2 separate regions of the Sus scrofa genome follow, and region 2 is linked to region 1. The links are chromatin contacts, called in public promoter capture Hi-C maps. All regions are on one chromosome and are shown on one strand. The core of a region is the stretch at or near the end of the contact, and the rest is flanking DNA. Distances in the headings are between cores, read along the strand shown. Region 1 holds the start of TMEM57 (transmembrane protein 57). Region 2 holds the start of MTFR1L (mitochondrial fission regulator 1-like).

What was found. Promoter capture Hi-C pulls out the DNA fragments that hold promoters and counts their contacts.
Region 2: a contact with region 1 is called in a promoter capture Hi-C map of liver, with 5 times the contacts expected there. The contact joins the promoter of MTFR1L here to the promoter of TMEM57 in region 1. A contact is called at or near these places in 2 of 5 promoter capture datasets (both in liver) and 1 of 2 datasets of contacts at active chromatin or transcription factors (alveolar macrophages).

What each region holds. Positions count from the first base shown.
Region 1 is chr6:82,929,352-82,935,718 of Sscrofa11.1, reverse strand. It overlaps TMEM57 (transmembrane protein 57), which reads right to left and starts at 1,636. Exons shown (of 11, transcript NM_001038646.1): 1 at 1,528-1,636. The coding sequence starts at 1,607.
Region 2 is chr6:83,261,914-83,267,467 of Sscrofa11.1, reverse strand. MTFR1L (mitochondrial fission regulator 1-like) reads right to left here and starts at 2,117. Exons shown (of 7, transcript XM_021095596.1): 1 at 1,979-2,117. It overlaps SELENON (selenoprotein N), which reads right to left. Exons shown (of 13, transcript XM_021095600.1): 13 at 4,720-5,554.

The sequences.
Region 1 (6,367 bases), core at 387-2,886:
TAATATGCTTTTTCTATTCTTGTGTCACTATTTATATTAAAGTCTTCCAATCCTTTTCAATAGCCGGGGAAAACCCCTTCCTTTATTCAGGAATTACAGTAGGTGTAACTTGAAGAGACCTTTTCCTCCATTAAATCTGTAGAAAAAGTGGCTTTTACTTTTATTACAGTTTTGGTTTAAATGATCAGGTTTGACTGATTCAGCATGGATTTTGGCCTGTTTTACTCACTTCTGTACCCTTACTAGCCAGAACAGAGCCTGACACATAGTCTATGTATTTGTTGAATGAATGAACTACTCCTATGATCTATCACTCATCATGCAAGGATATATCCAAGAACTTTTCACTTTAGCTGACTTCTTGACGCTTTTAAACTTGAAATAAATGTTTACATCAGTCAGCTGCTTGCAAAAAGCAATCATTCTATATGTGTAAACAGTAGCCTGTGCAAGGTGTACAGTTATGCTAAGGCAACTTGGGTGTCATCAGCTAACTACTCACATATTTCTCTAAGTCCCAGAGCTAGAAGAGCTAAATTGTAAACCACCACCAGGACTCAATTAAGCCTATATCCACATCCTGAGAGCTCTCCTTTGTAAACTAATTACTTCTCTACTGAAATCATTTCTTTATCAAGGCAAGTATCATTTAGAATCACCATTGTGAGAACCAGCAAATAAGAGTCAAACACAAACGCTGCTTAGGGAAGCTGGGATTGTCATTAAGTTGCTCCATGAACCTGTTGTCCTTCTACCCCTCGGAGTACTGAATTCAATTTCTACTCCAAAAGATAGACACTGCTTTGTTTTAGGAGGATTAAAACAAACAAATCAAAACATGCGAGTTTGGAGAAAATTCCTTTAGAAGGTTCGACGAAAACTACCTGCTTGGGATTGTCAAAATAATGTTGCTGAGAAAATGATCATCACTCCTAAATCTGGAGCGGGGCCACAAGGCATGATTTGGGGTTATCGGCTTCGGCCCTCGGGGCCAAGTTTGAGATCCCAGAAGAGGAATAAAAGGCGAAAGAGGGGCAATGAGGCCACCTGCCCAGGCTGCCCCAGGACCGCGGGGCCGCTGTCTGCTCCCAACTTTGTCAGCCTTCCCCCCACCAGTGTATATGGTCCACGCGCTTCCCAGCTCAGGCTCCTGGGCCAGAGCCGGGCTGGGAGACCAGCGGAGGCCCGTCGGCTCAGGCAGCGGCCCTCGGGGCCCCGCGCGCGGGCGGTGAGGGGGTCGCCGCCCCTCCCCCTCGGTGGAGCCTGGGCGCTCCCAACGGCGGCGAGGCGGCTCCCTCAGCGCGCGCCCGCCGCGCCCTCCCGCCCGGCCGGCGACCCTCGCCACGCCCCGCGCCCCGGGGGTCGACCCCTGCGGGCCCGCCGCGGCCCCCTGGGCAGCGCTCCTCGGGGGAGCCCCAGGCGCGGGCTTGCGGCCTAGTCCGGGTTACATAACGGGGCCCGGCCCCTCCGGAGCCGGCCGGGGGCCGCGGGGCCCGCGCCGGAGGAGGCGGGGGCGCCGCCGCTCACCTGCCGTAGATGCCCTCGGTGATCCGGTTCCGCTTTAGGGGGCGGCGGAGCTTACTGCAGTCGGCGTTCCGCCGCTTCATCCTCCCGCTGGGGGGCCGGGTGCCCGCGCTGCTGCTGCTGCTGCCGCCGCCGCCGTCTCTCACCTCAGCCGCCGCCGCCGCCGCCTCCGCCTGCCCGCCCGCGTCGGGCCTGGACTCTACCCCTGGGCCCGGTCACACAGACATGGAGCCAGCACCCGGGGGGGAGGGGGTGGGACGGGGAGGGGGGGTTTCTGAGCTTCCTCCGCCTTCGGAAACAAAGAAATGACAATTCCGGGGCCCGCCCGCCCCAGCACCAGCCAGCCGCCTGCCCCGCCTCCTCAGCCCTGACGGACGGGCTTCCGGACCAATCGAAGGCGACTCTACACCGCTGTCGCCCAGGGCCCGCTGAGGCAAAACGGACTCTAGAACCCGCCTCTTCGAAGGACAGAAGAATGCGCCAATCATTACGGCGTCTGGGCCCGAGTCTGGGCCTATCAGAAAAGATTTAAATAGAGGCTTATAAATAGGCCCTATAAATATAACATCCTATATTATGCTTTGTTGCGAAGGTACATTTTATTATCGGATTGTGTTTCATTGTATAATAATCCACATTAGAGCATACCGTGCTATTTTCACTGTAGGCTATCACTAGCACTCTGAAATCCAGAGGCCTGGGTTTGCGGCATGTGCTGTTTCTGTGCTGACCTGCGCTCCAGTCAGTCGCATCATTATGTAAGGGGTTCTCAACATCCTCCCCAAGCGGGAGGCGCCGGGGACATCACCGGGAGCATTTTCTGAGGATCCTGGAGCACTCAACCAAGCCGGCCGTGTCTGCGAGCGACCAGGGTACGAATGACAAAGCAAACCGCGCACACACACGGACGCGCGCGCGCACACACACACACACACATACACACACACAGCCTGCCAGCTTCCCGCGACGTGGTGACAGCGCGGCGGCCAATCGAAGGAGGCGCGGGGCGGGGTCGCGGCGGTCCCGCCTCCTGGACCTCGCGTCACAGCGGGCGGGGCCGTGGGTGCGCGCGACGTCCCGCGAGGCTGCTGGGGGTGTGTAGGGCGGTTCGGCTGGAGTTCCACGTCCGCAGGAATGGCTGGGCGGCAGGCTCAGCGGGCACCGCGCCTGCTGGAGCAGGCGAGCGTCCGTGTCGGGAGCATGTTGGTCCCCAGACAGGGGTATGGGGCCGCCGGGATGCCCGACCAGCGACCTTTCTCACCTAAAATTCCTAGAGCTTCGATTTGGTCATGCACTGTGCTGGGTGCTCTACATCTATTTGTTCATTTACTCATTACTCCCCTGCAGCATAGATATAGCAAAATAACAATTAGAAATGGCAGCAAAGATTTTTTTATTGAGAAAGAAAAAGATGAATATATTTCAAAAAGGAATGCATGTCATTAAAGAAAACTGGGGAAATGTAGAAAGTAGATGAAGGGGAAAAAAAACACCCATGAATCTCATCACCTTAACACAAGTACTGTTAGAATTCTGTATTTTTTCCTTTCTCTCCAGTTTTCCCCCGTGGATGATATATTATTAGTTACTGTTGTTATTATTATGAAGCAGAATAGTAATCACATTATTTGATTTTGAATCCTGTTCTTTAGCTAACAAGAGCACTTTCCCGTTTTATGATGCACCCTTCCTAAATATTTCTGATGGTTGCAAAATATCCTATCAAGGGGCTGTACCAGCTTAAACACTCACCAACAGTGGGAACTTTGGAAGGTCTTACAGCACATTTAAGAAACTTGCAGGAAGCAGATGTCATCTTGTTTTGTCCTGGGATGTGTGAACCTCTCCCTGTCCTATGATCATCCCCTAAATAAAAACCCACCCTAAGAAGGAACTTGTAATTTATACCAAACGCATCATCCACAGATCTTTGAAGATCCCCCAATGCCTGAAAAAGAAAAGCCATTCTCTTTATTATGGCATCCAAAGCTGGTCACATGGGGACTCACCCCTCATTTCTGGGCCTCCTCAGGCAAACAAGTCTTATCTACTCACTGTCCTCAAACCCTTTAGTACAACCTTATCTTCCCCCCTTCCTGCCTTCACTCCCACATGGAGCATCTCCACCAGTACTGTTCCCAATTTGTGGTTTCTTGGGTGAAGCTTGTCCATCCACCTAGATGAAAAGCTTCTTGGAGATTGGATCCACACCCTGTAGAGATGCAGTTTAGAAAAATGGCCAGAGAACCTGCTTTTTCAGACCAGTATTGAAATTCCAGCTTGGCCACTTAATAGCTTGGGCAAGTTACCGAATGTCTCAGAGCCTCTTTTTCCATTAACGTTTGTTTGAAGGCTTACCAGACAATGAACTCTCAGGGCTAGCCGGGCAGTAGGTAAAAGCAAGTCATTCCTGTTAACATCCTTCACCTCTACTCCAACACGTTGATTAAGTGTCACTGGACAGCCAAGGATAACAAACTCTGTGAGCTCAAAGTTTCACCAAGCCTGCCCATCATTGTGAAAGCATCTGAACGGAATGCTCTGCTTGGAGCAACAGAAAAAGACTTCAGCTGCAAAGCCAGGTTGGTTCATGGAAGAAGATACAGGCGGGACCTAAATCAGTATGCCTGGAGGCTTGAAGGCAAAGGTACATGGTGAGGTCACGACTCCAGACTCTGTGAGGGTTCAGACCTAAACGACCCTCCTCTCCATGACTGCAGGCTTCCAAATTACCTGGGCCAGAGACTAAGACAGGCAGCTCCGTGATGTTAGAGGCTATATGGGTGATCTTTTCCACTCCCCACTGTGTCCCTGTTGCCTAGGACAATGCGATGGCACACGGTGGAATGTATAAATGAATAATCCACGGAAAAGATGAGAGAGGCACTGAGGACACGTGCCAGCTTCCTGAAGATCACTATCTAGCCTGCCCTCAAATAGCTTCAATCCCCTCAAGCTCACTAGGCATGCATGGCTGGCGCAGCTATCTTGTGTTTTGTTCTTGTCCCACGGGAGTCATAGAAAAATCCAGACATATCTGTACCCCCTAGAGAACCCTGTTAACGAAGGATGTTCATAGTAGTGTTTAGAACAGAAATAGTTTAGAAATAACCAAGATATCCTGCAAAGGGGATGTGATCACACATCCTTACTGTGGAAGTCAGTATGGCGTGGAGAATAATTACCCAAAGCACTTACTATGTGCAGGCACACCTCTCAGCACCATAGGCATTTTGATCTAATCCTCACAATAACCCTATGGGGAAGAAATTACTACTGAGGCCATATGACAGATGAGAAAACTGGCTCAGAGAAGTTAAGTCATGTGCCTAAGGTCACACAGTAAGTGACAGAGCCAGGATTCAAACCCAGGCAGTCTGGTGTCAGAGGCTGGGCTCTTGGCCACCATGAAATAGTGTTGTAGAAGGATTTTTCCTGGTTTGGAAACTGCTTATGATACACTGTTCTTGAAAAAATCAAGTTACCAAACATGTGCTATACAATCCCCATTTTGTAGGGGAAAAATCAAGACATAAATTCACATGGATAGAAAAAAATGAGAAAGGATATATACACAAAGAAGTAGAGCTGATTTTTGGAGATGTTGAAATAAATCATAAGTGTTTTTGCAAGCTTTACGCATCTCTGCATTTTTGACGTTTTCTATGCTAAACATGCCAAGCTTGTACAATAATAATAATTGCTAACCATTACAGAGTATTTTCTACATACCTGACACTTTGTGTGAACTACTATGAAATTGGCACTGATTTTCTCCACTTGAAGATAAGGAAACAGACTCAGAGATATTGATCATCTTACCCAAGGTCACACAGCTAATAGTTTGCAGTGCTAGCATTTGAATCCAGGTTGCCTGACTCCAAAGCTCATGTGTGTTAAATGAATAAATGATTGACTTAGCCACACTTTAACCAGGCCTACCCAGAACAAGATCACACCCTTGGTGTGGACAAGCTTCCAGAGAGGCGATAGAGTCCTACCCATGACTGAGTTTTACAATACTTGACTCAGGTGAGGAGGGTGTGGTGAGTGTTTTCGTAGAGTCCTGTTTTTACAGAAAATGCATGATTACGCATGAAAGCTGCAATCTCTCTGACTTGATTCATCATACCTAGAGGAAGTCTGGCCGCCCAGACCAGGATGTCACAATCATGGCACCACTTGCCCACCTTAATTTCCAACACGCAGGTTGCCAAGCATGCTTATATAGTCTCATATTCATAATAACTCTGGGAGGAAAGCAGAGCAGCTCATCTTATTTGACACATAAGAAAATTGAAACAGTGAGTCGTTTAGTTAATGGAAGGCAGAATTGCAAAGCAGTTAACAGCACAAGCTGTGGCATCAGATGAATGCGGGTTGGGTTCCAACTTAGCTGCTTATTAGCTGTGTGACTTTGGGCACTCACACCACCTCTCTGAACAGCAGTTTTCTCACCCGTGAAATGGGAGCGGTGATGCCCATATTCACAGGCTTGAGGGGAAGAGTAAGTAAAATAATGTATGCAAAATGCTTGTTCCAGTGTATGGAATTCCAGAAATGGCAGCTGTTATTCAGTCAGTAGATATTTACTGAGCACCTGCTACAGACCAAGCACCAGATGCTGAGGATACAACAGTCAAAAGTCCTGGTCAGAACGGCCATCATCAGAAAGTCTACAAATAGTAAATGCTGGAGAGGGTGTGGAGAAAAGGGAACCCTCCTACACTGTTGATGAGAGTGTAAATTGATGAAACCACTATGGAAAACAGTATGGAATTTCCTTTAAAAACTAAAAATAGGAGTTCCCACTATGGCTCAGCAGAAACGAATCTGACTAGCA
Region 2 (5,554 bases), core at 868-3,367, 330 kb before region 1:
AGTGCCTTGTTCATCAAACATTAACAATACTCACTCTGTGCCAGGCCCTGTGCTGGGTACTGTAGGGGCTATGGAAGGAGTAAGACACAGCCATGCTCTTAAGGAACTCACAATCTAGAAGACAGATAGAACCTGAATACAGTAATTCTAGCAGAGGCTGAATATCATTGCTTAAGAAAGGCACACCAGGCAGGTGGCCAGGTGAGTTCAGTCCCCTGGCCCCAAGGCCCCATGGTGAGTTCAGAGGGGGTAAGAAGGGAAGGAAAACCACAACAGCACAGGTCTAGGCCAGGAAGGTGAGAAATATGTAAAGAGGAGAGTATGACAAGGCCACAAAGGTGGGTGAGGGGGTGGGATGTCAAGTCATGAGGACTGGGAATGCCCTTGGTGAGAAGTCACCGGGGAGCCAAGGGCAGCAACAGAAGAGGGGATGGGGCTGGACTGACCAAAGCAGCTCCTTCTGGAAACCTCCCCAGGAGGGTCTCTCTTCCACCTCTAGGAGAGGAGGTATCATTCACTTTATGATACAGGGGGCAAGGAAGCTGGAGAGAGAAAAGTACTGGTCTAAGGTCACTCAGTACTCAGCATCTAAGTCTGGTCCAGATCCTGCTGCCTCCTACATGGGCTTCATCTTTCTCAGCTAAGTGCAAGCCTTTTATCAAAGTCATCCGTATTCCAGGCTCTGGGCTGAAAGTCAGTGCCTGCCACAAGTTCCACACAACAGTGCTTCCCTGTGTTTCTCACTTTAGTCATGCAGCCACTTCTCCAAACTCACCTCCAAACTCAGTTGGACCTAACCCTCACATAACAGCCAGAGGCATCTTTCTAGAACTCCTGGCTAATCATGTTCCTGTCATGCTTAAAACCCACTGTGCTTGCTAGAGCCAAGAGGATAACATCTAGACTCCTCAGCATGGCTTGCAGGGCCTCGGCAGTCAGGCCCAACCTCATCTTCACCCTTCTCTGTCCTGTCTACCCACTCACCGCATTCATCCTCCAGGGCCTGTCCACTCTGGCCCCCGCACACTTCATAGCCACACCTGCTTTCCCCTTGCCCTCCAACCACACTGGCCCTTCAGCCCTTCGATGGTCTTGTCTACACTATTCCCTCTGCTTCAAACACCAACACCCTCTTCACCAAGTTCATCCTTAATCATTCTTGGAGCTCAGCTCAAGCATCGCCTCCCCTTCCCTGACAGTCACCCCGAGGCACCCTGCGTTTCCTTTGGGGTCCTTCAGCAGTATCTAGGTAACGGTGTGCCGTGAAGTTTGCCCCAAGGGCGACGACTTCCCAGCAGGGCACAGCGCCTGCTCCATACACGGTAGGCACTTGAGCATTTCATTTGTCCAATCGAGAAACGGACGAGAACGCCGAGTTCAACCCTCCACCCCACCCCAAGTGCCCGGCTAGAAGACCCCCCAGCTTGCTGGCCGCGCTGGCCGCGCTGGCCGGCTCCGACCACTTCTGCGCCCCCACAGCCCCTTCCGAGGCTGCCGTCCCAGTGTTTACACACGGCCTCCCGCAGGAGCCGCAGCGCCTCCCGAGCGGGGCCTGGTCCCATCATCCCCGGTCTCCGCCGCGCCGACACTCTGCGCGACCCCAGGGACCTCGCCCGGGACACGCCTCCCCTCCCCCGCAACAGCCCGACCCGACAAGGCCAAGGTCGGCCAAGTTCTTGCCGCAGCTCCGGCGGCCCTTGGACCCACAGGCCCGGGGCCGGGTCCCGGCAGGAGCGAGGGGGCGTCCGAAACGAGCAGCCTCTGGCGCATCTGGGTGACTCCGGCGAGCAACTGCCTCCGGGGACTCCGTTTCCCCCCTGCCGAGTGAGGTGGACAACAGTGGCTGCCGCGAGAACCGGCGCGGGCACCGGAGCCGCGGGCACCGAACGCACAGCGCCTGGCATTCATTAGGCTGCGCGACGGCCGGACCCGGAAAGCCGCGCTTCCACTCTGGGGCGGCACTCGCACCTAGTCTCACCTCAGCCTCCGGCTCAGGACTCTCACCTCACGGCCCCTCCTACCGTAGCGGGCCGCCCAGCCTCTACCACCCTCACTTCCGCTGACCCGCCCCCCGGAAGCGATCCCTTGCAGCTGCGCACCGAGCCGCGGCCCCGCGCGCCCTGGGCAGGCCAGCCGCGGAGGGCGGGGCGGCGGCACGTGCCGATCCCGAGGGCGGAGACAAGCCCCGAGGCCACGCCCCCTGCCGTCCGAGCCTTGGGGAAAGTTGATCCCCGAGGTCCGCCCAGTCGCATCTCCCGCTGGTCTCGGCCTCCTTTCCCTCCTTACCACTCTCCACGCTTAGTCCGGCTCCAACCTCTGGAAAGGGCCTGTGTTGCTGCTTGGCCCCCACATTGATCGGTGTTTGCTCTTCCCAACTGTAGTGCAAACTTCAGAATCCTCCCTCTGGCATCCAAGGCCCCAGATTTAGTGCTTGCTTTGCCCCATCTCGCCCTGGTGGCTTCACAGTTCATACTTCCCAGCCAAGACCCTCTACAGTCTTCTCTGCGGCAAGAATGGGCCTTTCTTCCTCTGACTCTGCTCTCCAGGGCTTTGTAGCTTTCTTCTATTTTAGCAGTTAGGTATATCACAAAGACACACACAGGTATACTCAGTGAGTTGGATGATCAGATGGCTAGACTGGCAAGACACCAGATGCTTTGGGAAAGAGACTCACATTCCTTCCAGACTCACTCACCCACTCCCTCTTTGTGCTCAAAGCCTCAGAGTCCTGGTCTCCATGACATCCAGGCCTGGGTCACATGTCCTCATCTGACCTCAACACGTGGCTGTGCTTGGCTTCCAGGCTATAGTTCTTTGGTTGCAAGTCCTAGCTGCCAGAGACAGACTGGCTTCTTGGGGAGAGAAGCTGTGCATTCACACAGGCCTCACGCTCAGACTAATTGGTGCCTGCTGTTGCCCTCTTGAAATTAACAACAATTTTTTTTTTTTTTCAACAAAGGCCCTGCGTTTTCATTTTGCACTGATCCTGTAAACTCTGTAGCTGGCCGTGGTCAGAGACGGTGTCCACCCTGATCCCACCATATTTTAAATGATGAAATTTGGCTTCCATTTCCAACCCTCTTTCCAGGATGACAAACATGCTTTAACCATTACTTTCCTGTCCTGGGCAATGGCAGATCTTGCGAATTCGCTCTAGTTGCCTTTCCTTGGTGTGACAGATGCTATCTTGGTTCTTCATGAAGATCCCTTTTACCCAACCAGTGAATCATCCCCCAGCAACTCTACTGGCTGCTCACAGCTGCCCCATTTTCCAGAAAATTGCCCTTGCAGGAGGGAGAATGGAAGCCCTAACCTGGGAAGTTACTCTACCCCATAAGCCAATGACTACTAAAGGGTACAAGAGGCCAGTTTGGATGGCAGTGTGGGTTATGCTCCAGAGCCCTGCACCAGCAATCTGGCCAAGACTTGGCTCTGAGACTCGATCTCTGCTCAAGGGTTTTCCTTTTCCCATTCTACTCCAATCCTTCTTTTACAAGTTTCTCTTAATGGTCCCACCCTCAAATAAGAATTACCCTCAAAAAAGAATTAGCTAATGCCTGTCTCAGGCTCTAATTCTAACATGATGGCTTTAACTTCAGAATCTTTCTCAACACAGAGCATCAGTTTCTAAAAATAATTAAGTTGTACTATGAAGCCTATAACAATTTTTTTTCCTATTTATTTTATGGCCACACCTGGGGCAAATGAAAATTTCTGGGCCATAGATCAAATCCCAGCCCCATCTGTGACCTATGCTATATAGCCTGGGCAATGCCAGATCCCTTAATTCACTGCACCGGCCGGGGATCAAACTCAAACCTCTGTGGTTGGATTCTTGACCTACAGCTTAACTACATGGGGGATTTCTTACAAACTTATTTTGAGCAAGTCACTTAAGCCTTCTAGTGACAAATAAGACAGCAGAAGGTAGTCCAGCCATGCTCCCTTGCCCATCTGCCAAGCCAATCCCAGCAAAGGAGTGGGACCAAGGACAGAACTGAACATCCAGGTCAAAGAAAAGGCACTTAGAACCACTCCAATCTCTCCAGTTGTATTGTAGGACATGTTGGGGACAGGGGAGGGAAGTGGCAGAAGGGTAACAGGCGGACAGCTGGGAGCCCTTCCCCACCATGAGCCTTAAGACATAGTGGAGGTCGGGCAGAGGCCTCAGGTGAGGATGCAGAAAGCCCAGGCAATCATCACCTTCCATGGGACAAGGGCTGCTCAACACGGGCCGGCCCTCCCAGACTAGTCCAGGGGAAGAGCCCGCTGAGCGGGAGGGCTGAACCTCTGCTCACACCAGATGGCTTGTGGGACAGGCTGCTGCCACCCATGCTTAGAAGCACTGAGACAGACTTAGCGTCCCCCTCCCCGCCCCCTGTAAGCAGCATGGAAACACTGCCTCCCAGAAGGGATACAAAGAACATGGCTGAGGAGTTCCCATTGTATCCATGAGGATGTGGGTTCCATCCCTGGCCTCGCTCAGTGGGTTAAGAATCCGGCGTTGCCGTGAGCTGTGGTGTAGGTCGCAGACATGGCTTGGTTCTGATGTTGCTGTGGCTGTGGTATAGGCCGGTGGCTACAGCTCCGATTAGACCCCTAGCCTGGGAACTTCCACATGCTGCAGATGTGACCCAAAAAAGCAAAACAAACAAACAAACCTGGCTGAGCTTGTGGCTCATGCCTCATTTGCTCTGGAGAACAGAGAAGAATGAGACATTTTGATTTGAAAGGATTTCTTTTTTTCACCTCAGTGAAAACAGGCAGAGGGGAGAGGAGCAGAGGGCACAGTGCAAGACAAAACAGTCCAACATCAAGATACAGGCTGAATTTCAACTCTACTGCTGAGGGGCCTTGGGCAAGTCACTTCACTTTCCTGAGACCCAGTTTCTTCAACTGCAAAATGGGAATGATTAATATCCAACTAGGATTCCATGCGCGAAATACCTGTAATCTTAAAGTGCCTTAGACAGACTGTCTTAGACTCTTGACAGCTGGCCATTACGATGGTACTTGATGACAACATTGAGAACAAGACGTCTGTGAGGAGGACTCGGTGTGGCAGGCAGAGGCCTGGGGCGCATCTGGGGGAACGTCTGCCTTCCTTCCCTTCCAGGTTTAAGAGGGAGGCCCCCGTGCGTTAGGGGAGGGGGAGCAGGCTTGATGAAAGCCCAAGGAAGCCCAAGGCCCCTTGTGGAGAACAAGGAGAGAGCTGGGGGTATAATGACTCTCTGAGGACTATTTTTAAAAAGCTGGAAGAGGAGAAGGAAGAGAGGGATATTTCTTCCCGCAGGAGCAACTGCAAAGACATCAAGCTGGACCCACCGAGGCTTTCAGATCCAGCAATCATGGGGCGGCTGCTGGGGATACCATGGCCCCCTTCTTTCTCCTCTGTGCCAGGGCTATATCAAAAATACATACAAACCGTGAGAAAGTTCACATAAAAACACTTTTTTTCCATGTATAAAAAAGAGACTGGCTATAGTCAGTGGCTTAGGATGTGGGCCAAGGCCCTAGAGTGGCCAGAGAGAGTCGGCGGCCTCTCAGTGGTGGA